Linked DNA regions of Mus musculus: region 2 is linked to region 1. Evidence: chromatin contacts called from public HiChIP or PLAC-seq data. All regions are on one chromosome and are shown on one strand. Each heading gives the region's core, a stretch centred on a gene start, on an enhancer-like site or on the middle of the called end of the contact. The rest is flanking DNA. Distances are from core to core; before and after follow the strand shown. Region 1 holds the start of Astn1 (astrotactin 1). Region 2 overlaps Astn1 (astrotactin 1).

Region 1 (5,141 bases), core at 563-3,062:
AGAGGAGGGTTTAGTCACCTACTCTCTCTGCTCTCTGTATAAAGGTGAATCTTTGTAAAAGAAGAGCAGGGGGGGAAACGCTCTAATTTCACCTGTAGTTTCAACCTACACATGGCCAGTAGGGAGTCATGTTCCTACAAAGTGATTCTGAGTTTGTAGGACATTAAGTAAATGTGATAGTATTCTCTCTCTCTCTCTCTCTCTCTCTCTCTCTCTCTCTCTCTCTCTGAGTTATGGTTACCTTTAACCCTTCTCCTGGACAACATTGGAATATGTGAAGCATAGTGTAAGACTTCGTAATTGTACTCCGAAGAAATGGAGTGCACAGTTGGAGCAGGCAGGATGGAGAAGTAGAGAAATGTGGCACCTGTGATGCTTTGCAAGATGCTGCTAATGAAAGCAAGAAAAGTGGTGTCAAAGGGATATAAGATGCAGGGCCTGAAGGAATTTTGAGGCCTAAGAAAATTAGGAGAAAGAGCGATGTCAACAAAAGGAAAGAGAAGCCATTCTGTGTGCAGTTATAGCTAGGGTAGTTTGGAGGACAGAGGGGAGCAATAGTGATCATTAGGTCACCCAGTTTGGACCATTTCCTTTGGAGACACTTTAAAATGTCATGGAGATGTGAGGGCACTCGAACAAAGAGGTTGTTGGATTTAGTCATGAAGGTACAACTTCCTAAGCTAAACTCCAGGCACATAAGAAATTTGTTTGGAAGGAAGGGTATTTGAGCCCTAAGGAGTGGGGAGCAGTCCTAGTAGTGAAGTATGTCCACGCTGGCAGGATGACCACAGAACTGTTCCTAAAGCCTTGGGGATGGCTGTGGGTGAGTTTGGGTGCCCAAGGATGTGAAGCAAAGAACTACTAAGCATGTGGCATGCAAGCAAGGAGAGAGGCCTATGAGAGTTCAGATGGAAACTGACTCTGTTCAGATGTGTTCCTGAGTGAAAACTCGCAGCTCAAGACTGAGGAAGGTTTCAGAGACACTAGCAACCTGTTCCTTTGGGGCAAGGCAACTAAGAAGGAAGGTTCAGGTCTCCAGACTGGATTTGGGGAGACATCAGGTGCACTGAGGCCCAAGTGCTGGCCTGCAAGTGGGTGTGAAGAAAGGTCCACGAGTGGGGCGGATCCAGGGAGGTAGTGTGGGGGAGGGGAAGTGGCAACAGCAAGTGGATGTGTGGAACGGGCCAAGGGGGTGGGGGACCGCCTGTCCAGCGCCTCCTCTGGCCTCTTCCACCTTTCCCGGGACTCACCCAGCACGAAATAGGGTAGCTCCGTGTTCTCTAGGTCGTCCACCACGACCATTTCTCCCGGGAAGTCATTGCGCACGGAGAAGAGAAGCTTGGGTTCGGAGGCCGAGGGACTGTGCATGATGCTCAGGTCGTTCTCGCGCAGGAAGGGCAGTGCCGACACAGTGATGCTCTTGAGCTTGCACTCCAGCTCCTTGGATGGATCCACGTCGCCGGCAGCTGTGGCCAGCACCGCAGCCGGCCCCCAGCAGCAGGCGAACAGGGCGCAGAGCCCGGCTAAAGCCATCTTGAGCCCTGGCCGCCTTCCTCCCAGCGCTGCGATGGTGGGGGAGGCAGCCAGCAGGGAGGGAGCAGCGAGCAAGCAAGGGAGGCGGGGGGGGGGGGGGGGAGTTGGGGAGGGGACACGGAGCTCGAGAGCCCTGGTCCCCGAAATGAGATGCTACTCAGAGAGCCTTAGGTTCCAGCGCTGAGGTCTGGAGAGCCCAGCTCTTTGTTTCCCGGAGCTGCTTATCTGGGGAAAGGAAAGGGGGGTTGGGGGGGAGAGAAAAAGGAAAGGAAGGATGTTGGGAGGAAAGAGGAAGAGAGCTGGGGATTCTAGGGAATCAGGTCAGCCCCCAGCTGGTTGATGATGCTCCTGCCTCTCTCCTCCTCTCCATCCCCAGGGCTCTTGGTTATTAACTACCTGCTCTGCATTTTTAAAATTGCGTCTTTGTAATGCAAAAATCTCTCCTGTCGCAGCAGCATCCAAATGGCTTGGGAAAAGGCATGCACTGGCACACACCTTAAAGGGCTCATCTTCAAAAGCAGGTGTAGGGGGTTGGGGGTGTTATTTTACATTTTAAAAAGAGTGCCCAGTGTTTTGGGGGTTTGTGGGTGTGGCTTATTCTTCTTGTTCTTCTTGTTCTTGTTCTTTTTCTTCTCGTTCTTGTTGTTGTTGTTTTTCTTCTTCTTCTTCTTCTTCTTCTTCTTCTTCTTCTTCTTCTTCTTCTTCTTCTTCTTCTTCTTCTTCTTCTTCTTCTTCTTCCCCTTCCTCCTCCTCCTCCTCCTCCTCCAAGTCCTTCCCCCCCTCCTATTCCTCCTTCTTCTTCTCCTCCCCCTCCTCCTCTTCATTCTCTTTAAAAAAATCAACTTCTTAGTTGGATTGGATTTGTCTGTTGGATTAAGGTGTTGAGATAAATGCACACGTATATATTTTGAACCAATATGGATTCTGCAGAATGATTAAAGATAATATTTGCAATATTGATATAAATACAGCAATGAAAAAATGATGAACAACAAAAGAAGGAAGTCGATGTAACTCATACTGTTAAGCAATGTAGAACTTTCACTTACAACTTATGCCTCATTTTATCTCTGTCACAAATGCTATGTACAATAAGCAATAAAAAGATGATGGGAGTGCTATGATTGACAGGGAAAGCAGACTTAGCTCAAAGAAACCATAAGCATTTAATTCTAGAAAATTCAGTAAACAGAACAGAGTAGAAAGTATATGTGAAAACTCAAGTTTCTCATTAGCCAAAGTCCATGGGGAAGTAATAAAAGAACATTGCTGGTTGTGTTGAAGGTCAATTCAAACTCTGTCAAGAAAGAAACAGCATACTTAGCCCCTTTACTTACTAAGTATTCTTAGGAACAACACTACCACCACCCAAAGTTTATAGAAGTTCTGCTTCAGCTAGTGCTGCTGCTGTTGTCCTTATGTGCTGGATGCCATAGACCATATAAGAAAAGCAACATTTGGGGAATGCTGGGATCTGATATTTGGCTGAACTTCAACATGATAAGCAATGACTTAATTCTAAAGTATCCTCTTCCAACATGGCTGTTCAGTGTTTAAATACCAGCAGGAAGATGGGTTCAGTCCCTATGCAGACATGGAAATCACCACCTTCTCAAATAGGACCCCAGCTTTGAAACAGTTGCTGTTCTGACCTACCTGACGTGACCTATTGACAAACGCAGATGTGTGTCCTTTAAGAGATAAAGCTATGTGCCATACATTTCACAAGATTAATCTAATTGAATAGCTCAATCTAGTTGAGCCAGCCATGTTTAAGGTCACATTTAAGGAATGAAAGAAAAAGGGGAAAAATGGATAAAAAGAAAAAAACAACAACAACAACTGGTGAACTGATGTAAGTTTTGTTTCAAAATGACATATCTGAAAATTAATGCATATGTATATTATCATGTTTTCCTTGCAAACTACTGACAAAAGGATACATTAACTAATGACCTTCCCATCCATCTTCACTGCTCCCTTAACAGCAAACAAATGTTTGCTTCTTATAATATTGGAAATGACATGACTAGTAGTTACCTCAAAGCACATACTACCTTCATCAGATGAACATTTGCAGGACTTTTGATGTGTGTTTTTCTTCATGAAAATATCATGGGTGATTTAAGAAAACCCAGCCAAGTTTCTTGATTTTCATGTGATTGGACATAAAGACCAAGGACATAAAGCCAAAGGACATAAAGTCTCCATGAAACCTTCTCCTCTTCTCCTTTTCTCTAGAAAAGCATGGCACATAGAGAGGCAATGTGATTTGCCATGGGATAAAGGGAAGCCAGGAAACAGAAGTGTCTCTGAAGTGTGAGAAATGGGGTGCAACTGTCAGATTATCCGTCTCATAGCAGATTGGCTTGATTAACAAATGAAGAAACCAAAGTCAAGAAAATAGCGAGAGGCTTGATGAGCTCAATGTACGAAGACTCTGTGTCACTGAAAGCACAAACAATATTTCTGAAATGATGCCAACTCATTCATCTGACACTCCATTTCTCATGGGCATCCATCAGAGCACGGGCAGAAGGAATAGTCCTCCTATTTCTGAATGCTACGTAGCCTACAATAATTTTTAAATCATTCTAATTTTGAAAAGTGCTGTGTTAGAAAGCACAAGTGTAGCAGTGGAGGGTTGGGGAAAGCAGTGGCTTTCCCCAAATCACTGTGGAGTCTTCTTAAAATGTCACATCTGAGAGTGTTAGATATTGACATCTTGAACTTCTATATGATGTCAGTTTCCACAGAAGAGTTTAACAATCAAGGCTATGGGAACAAAACGACAATATATTTTGCCAAGGCTCATGGTTTCCCTACACAGGATGTAACATCATATCTGCTACTTTTCAGGAATTAAATATCTAGAGATGAGGATAGAAATTGCAGCTCACAGAAACCAGAGAGTATCTCCTGGGTCATGCTTTCCTCTTAAGTGAGATGACGAGATTCAGGTGAGTCTCAGTCACCTCTTATGTGTAGCAGTGATGTGCTGTAGCAAAGCCACATATGTGGGTCAAAGCTTGGCCTCACACTCTCCTTTGGAGGAGAACTTGAACTGTGCCCATCTTTAGTTTCTCATGAAGAGAATAAGCTCAATTATCTCTATCCATATCCCATTCTATAAATAGTATACATGCAAGTGTTTATATTATTTAAAATATACTATTTAACTATAAACTTACTAAGTATATTAAATATAAAATAATTTTAATATAAACTTATTTAAAATAAAGCATGTTATTTAAAAATACCAAGTTTTGTAAGGTGTAAGCCTGACTTCTTCTCTGAGGTTCACTGTTTTATATTTAAATGTCAGTGGCTTCTTTTTATGACTCTTAATACCTTTGGATTGCTTTCTTCATAAGCCAACTCTATACCCAAGAGCTCAGGTACCAGAATTCTGTGGTTTGAAAATTTAAAATGTTCATTTCTTACACTTATTCCCCTAGGTTGATTGCTCACTGTCAAGTATTTCATTCCCTGATCACTAACTCCCCAAACTATGTGTTCACACACATACACACCAATGAAGATGAGGCTGTTTCCCATCCTCACTCCTAGGCCCTTCTCGTCACAGTGCTCTTCATTCCTTAGGTTAT
Region 2 (5,115 bases), core at 489-2,988, 100 kb before region 1:
AATAACCTGCTTAAGTCAGGGGTTAATGACAGCCAGGGATCACTAATTATCTTGCAAATCTCCACCCTGGTATCAAAGTGACACCAGTCTTTAATGTCTCAGGAACAGCAGCCTCTAAAGACCTCAACTTGTTTCATAAACATAATGACAGCAGCACATTAGTGTCTTGGCCATCTGTGAAGGAAGATGAGGGGCAGACAGAGGAGGAGGAAGTAGAGAGAAAGGACAAAGTCAAGAGATGTGGAGGAAATGAGGTCAGTCAGAAAAATGATGGGGGCCTTGGGCTGCGTTGGCCTGCGGGCTGCACCTCTTACCACAGGGACCATCTGCTTTGGAGCTCTGAAGTGGAATGATCCTGCATCCCAGAGTGAAAATCACATAAGAAAACGTGCCCTGCTGGGCCTGAGTTCAGCCGGCATAGATGCCAGGTACTCTGCCGGTTTGCCTGGAGTGTGTGTTGCTAATGCCTAGCTAAATGGACAAAATGGGAGATGTCACAGCCAGGGAATTCCTTTGTGAAGATGTTCATAAACCATTTAGGAATGTAACTCCTCTGGTGGTTGCCGAATTCAATCTGCTGGGCTGAAGCTGCTGTCTATTGTTCTGCTCTGTCTTCCTCCTCCAAACCCTGAATACAGATCTATCCAGCAAAGCTTTAGATCAAGACAGCTTAAAATGCCAAACAGCTATTAACAGAAGCACAAGGACGTCTTTGCTCAGGTAATCAGAACCTTCTTGATTTGCTGAGATTTGGAGTAGAGATTCACCCATGACTAGATGAAGGCTAATTGAATGTCTATGTCCTCAGATTGGTGACATTCACCCTGCATGACTCATAAATTAGGGGTTCAGTACATCACTGGCTCAGTGATGAGAAATAGAAGCACAAGGTGCATAGAGCACTGAACAAGGACATGGAAGGAAGTATGTGGCCATCTCTGGAACTCATATGCCATGTGTTCAAGAGATGGGATGGTTGTCTCCAAGATCTCTCTAGTTCTGCCCCCTCGTTGATGTCACTAAATGAAGCATGGCATTTGGTGGTAGTCAAACCCCAAGTCAGGAACAGGCTAAGCATATTTTTGCATGCCAGTGGGATAGCGATCTTTAGAGATTTTTTAAATTAGGCTTTCCTCTTGGCCTTTGGAATAGTTGTGTGTCAGTGCAGTCTATCATTCTGTAGAGTAAGTGTTGGCTGAAGTGTCTACTGTAATTTCAAAGTAGGATTCTCTTATGGGGACACTTCCATCTACAAATGGTTCCCAGTTAGCTACTAACCTTCTGCACATTATTTATATATAAGGCAGTGTATGTACAATTTACATAATACATATAACATATGGACATGCATTATGTATGTCAAGCACCTGATCTCTTAACACCCCAAAACAATATTCTTTGAGAATGCTATACTCCAAAAAATCGGAGACTTCAGCTTCCTTTAAAGCTGCCCACCCACCCATTTCTTTTCCAGGAATGTACAAAGGTGGAATAAAATGAACCAACACAGGGAGTAAGTATGATGAAAGGAAGAAATACGGGGCTGGGTACTGGACAGATCGCCATGTCTGAGGGCAGTCGCAGGTGGGAGTTGTGGGAAGTGGAGGGTGGCTTTTTAAATCAGCTACCATGGACAGCGATGAAGCTTTCTATGGATGCTGCTGGAAGTAGGTCACTCTGTGCTACAGTACTGACATGAATAGCAATCAATGGAGCAACCGCACACACATTTTATTTACCTAGCCATGGAGACGAAAACATTCCTGTGGGGGAAAGATGCAGCCAAAAGGTTCTGACACAACCAGAGAGATGAGAAGCATTCAAATGGCTTGTGATTCCATCCAAAATGGTTTACTTGTTCCTATCACAGTGTTTCTCTGGATCTTTTCAAACCTCTGCAAAGAGTTTATCCACATGATACTCATTAAAGTCTCATTTGAAAAGGGGGTGGGGCAAAGCTCTTTGAAAAGAACCAGGTTATTTGAGCTGCAGATGTACTGGTGAAAGGATTAAAAAAACAAAAAACAAAAAAAACTTACATCTAGTTCTATTCTCCACTGCCACATGGCTGACCTTTGAAAATTGAGATAACGACATGCATTTAACAAAATCTGACATCAAGTAAGATGTGTAATAATATTTAAATTTCATGATGTTAAAATATGTATTTATAGATCGTTTCATACATTGTGGGAAGAATAAGTCATTTGAAGCTTGAGGTTTCACCACCTGAATTCTAATTTGAGCTTTTTAAGTCTGGGGGGTAGGGGGGTTACTCTATATGGCACTAGGAGCAATATGGACACCTGGGTTTTAGAAACCCAGAGCACTTGTTACAAGGTAATTAATTATAAGGAAAGTTCCCACTAGACCCTATAAGAGCGCTTTGTACTCAAAGTCCTCTCTCTGGTGCTCTGGATCTTTTGCAAACAAAGGTTTCAGTATCACAATTCTCATATCATGGACTATCTCGAGGTTGTGAGGGTCTGTGGATCTTGCTTGAAAAGGTAGATCGAAAAGGGGGTTTGATGATGCAAAAATATCATGAGAGTTATAATGAAAATTTTGGCATTTTGATTTCTTTTAAAAATACAGAAATATTATAAGAATATGCTTTTGTTATAATTCCAGGTGTGGGATATGGGGCAGCTTCAGATTGTCCATAGCAATGACTGTGTTGTACCTTGTGCTCTAGCAGGGCCATGATTTTGCCAATGGCAGATATAGTTTCTGCAATTATGTAATGTTTGGAATTCTTGGGATTTCTCAGAGGGTATATAAATGCTGGGCCCTAGAGGCATGGTGGGTTGTTGGTTGTTGGTTGTTTGCTATTGGTTGTTGTTGGTCATTGTTTGTGAGGTAGTCATGTGTAAAGAAGAAACAAGAATAAATCAGAAATCCTGATGGCAAAGAGCAAACTTGCTCCAAGGAACTTGGTGGCCCTAATCAGCACGAAGCAGTCTAATGATAACATCACCTCTTTCTGTTCTATACTTTTTATCTTTCCTAGTAAGTATTTGAGGGTTGAAATGGTAGAGAAGAGCGAGAAAGAAGAACCCAGTAACATTCACTGGGTAGAGTAAACAGTGTATAGAAAGGGGATGATATGTTGCTTTCTCTAAGCTGTCTTGATGCAGTTCCACTTCTAATTTGTTCTTGTTCCATTATATTTCTGTTCTTATTGTCTATGATTCGACTCCACAAGTGAGGAGATTCCTACTAGATGTTAACTGAGCTGAGCAGCTCTCTCAGTATACATGAGTGTCTTAAACCTCATGACCCTTCAACTAAGGACTAGATCTCACTAGTTTACAATTAAGGAACTTGAATTCCAGAGGTGTTAGCCTCCTTAACCAGGTTTGCTCAGTTAGGAAACACTAGAATGGGAGAGGGGGAAAGTGTGGTCTCTTGGTTTTAAAAGTACTGTTCACTATCATACCTTCTAGTCCTTACTTTACAAATCCCAGTCTCAGGATATATGCAAACTGGTAGCTTAGCAGTTTCCAGCACTTAACAAACAATAAAGACTAGTGCCATCATTGTTGTGATTAGTGGTGTCATTTATAAAAATCCTAAAATTGATCAATAAGCTTTGACAGAATTAAGTACATTGTGCCTGCAAATGGTCCCAGGGGCTTCAACATCTTAAAAGTCTTGAAAAGTAAGTTCATGAATTAGTTCAGTCCCCACTAAGGAATGTAAGCCAGATCAAAATGCTACATTCCTGGAAGTATTATTTAGCAAACAAAACAAAACAAACAAAACTTGTATGTGTGTCTGACAGAAGTCAAATAATACTATCACTACTTTAAGATCTAGTGACTGAACTTCCACCACGGGATGCCATGGTATCTGTGCCCGTCAAAGACTGGCAAAAGGCCAGCTTTCAGTGAACTGAATGCCAGGTACTGGACAACATGACCCTGAATTAAATTAAGCAGGTCCTGCTGGGTAGAGTAGTACACGCCTTTAATCCCAGCACTCTGGAGGGAGAGGCAGGCAGATCTCTGTGAGTTTTAGGTCAACCAGGTCTACATAGTGAGATTCAGCCTATCCAAGGCTACAGGTGAGACCCCTGCCTCGATAAAATAAGATAAGGTAAGATAAGGTAAAATGAGATAAGATAAGGTGAGATAAGATAAGGTCAGGTCCTCCCAGATGGATGAAGCATGGTAGTTGTAGGCAGTAGAGCAGCAAATCAAGGTGTATTAAAATAATAGTTGAGCCTTCTTCAGTGCTACACTAGATCCTACTTTCTAGATTATTGGCCCAGTCTCCTTTTAGTGTAAATCTCAAGAGTCTTCCTACTCAACTGGAACACTGCACTTTCATCTTCTCCTCAGACACAACCACATGAGCTTCCATCTCTGAGCCTGAGTGCTGGAGGGTGGTGCACAGAGGACCAGCACATTTGCCTCTTTGTCTATCTCTGCACCATTGTCTCCTACAGAACGGTGAGGACTAGTGAGCTTGAAAGCCTGTTCTTACTCCAAGGTTTTCTAGTGTTACCTTCCTATCATCTACACTTGTCATCTCAAGGTCTGGAACAGAGGCTCCTCCAAAGTGAAGATGAAATGTTATCATGATCTCACTGTCATCATTGTGTTATCCAGCCAAAGAGGAAAGTATCAAGGAATAGCCATGAAGACTTAGCTCCATAAAAACTCCCTTCGGGCTCCTCTCATATGATTTGCAAAGCCCTTATTATAAGCCCCTCTTTACAAATTAATCAGCCCTTAGGGAGGGGTGGGGTTCATAGAACTAGAAACCAGAAGTCCAAAGAAGGGACCCAATCCTTCAAAGGAGAGAGTTGATGAGATGGACTAACAAAGCTGGAACCTTGTCTTCCAAGTCACAACCCAACACCTTACCTACTCTACTGGACTGTCTACCAAAACAATGCAAGATTCACCAACAATGACTCTTGAAACCATAAGCCTGGTCTTGCATCAATGCAGATGCAGGGGGATCACTCTGAGAATTTAGAAAAAATAGATATCCAGAAGATATATATCAATAGTAAACAGGGGCAGGCGTTTGAGGAGTTGAGGCTGTATGTAGAGTCAACACTGAAATTGTGCTATTAATACATTCACTCTAGTATACAAATCATAG

What was found. HiChIP or PLAC-seq counts read pairs in DNA pulled down with a chosen protein or histone mark.
Region 2: a contact with region 1 is called in an H3K4me3 HiChIP or PLAC-seq map of neural progenitor cells, with 3 times the contacts expected there. The contact joins the enhancer-like site here to the promoter of Astn1 in region 1. A contact is called at or near these places in 2 of 39 promoter capture datasets (epiblast stem cells and stem cell-derived epiblast-like cells), 1 of 484 Hi-C or Micro-C datasets (neural progenitor cells), 1 of 115 datasets of contacts at active chromatin or transcription factors (neural progenitor cells) and 2 of 9 other capture datasets (adipose tissue and liver).

Annotation. Positions count from the first base shown.
Region 1 is chr1:158,358,975-158,364,115 of GRCm38.p6, reverse strand. It overlaps Astn1 (astrotactin 1), which reads right to left and starts at 1,812. Exons shown (of 23, transcript NM_007495.4): 1 at 1,251-1,812. The coding sequence starts at 1,533.
Region 2 is chr1:158,460,759-158,465,873 of GRCm38.p6, reverse strand. The region is part of intron 1 of Astn1 (astrotactin 1); the gene reads right to left. The region is part of intron 1 of Gm37679 (a long non-coding RNA gene); the gene reads left to right. Among named protein-coding and RNA genes, the nearest start is that of Mir488, 42 kb to the left of the region's middle. Within about 2 kb of position 1,738, at least 27 of the 459 cell types and tissues checked have an H3K27ac peak or open chromatin away from gene starts, as enhancers often do. A contact at or near this core is called in neural progenitor cells, where this site is marked.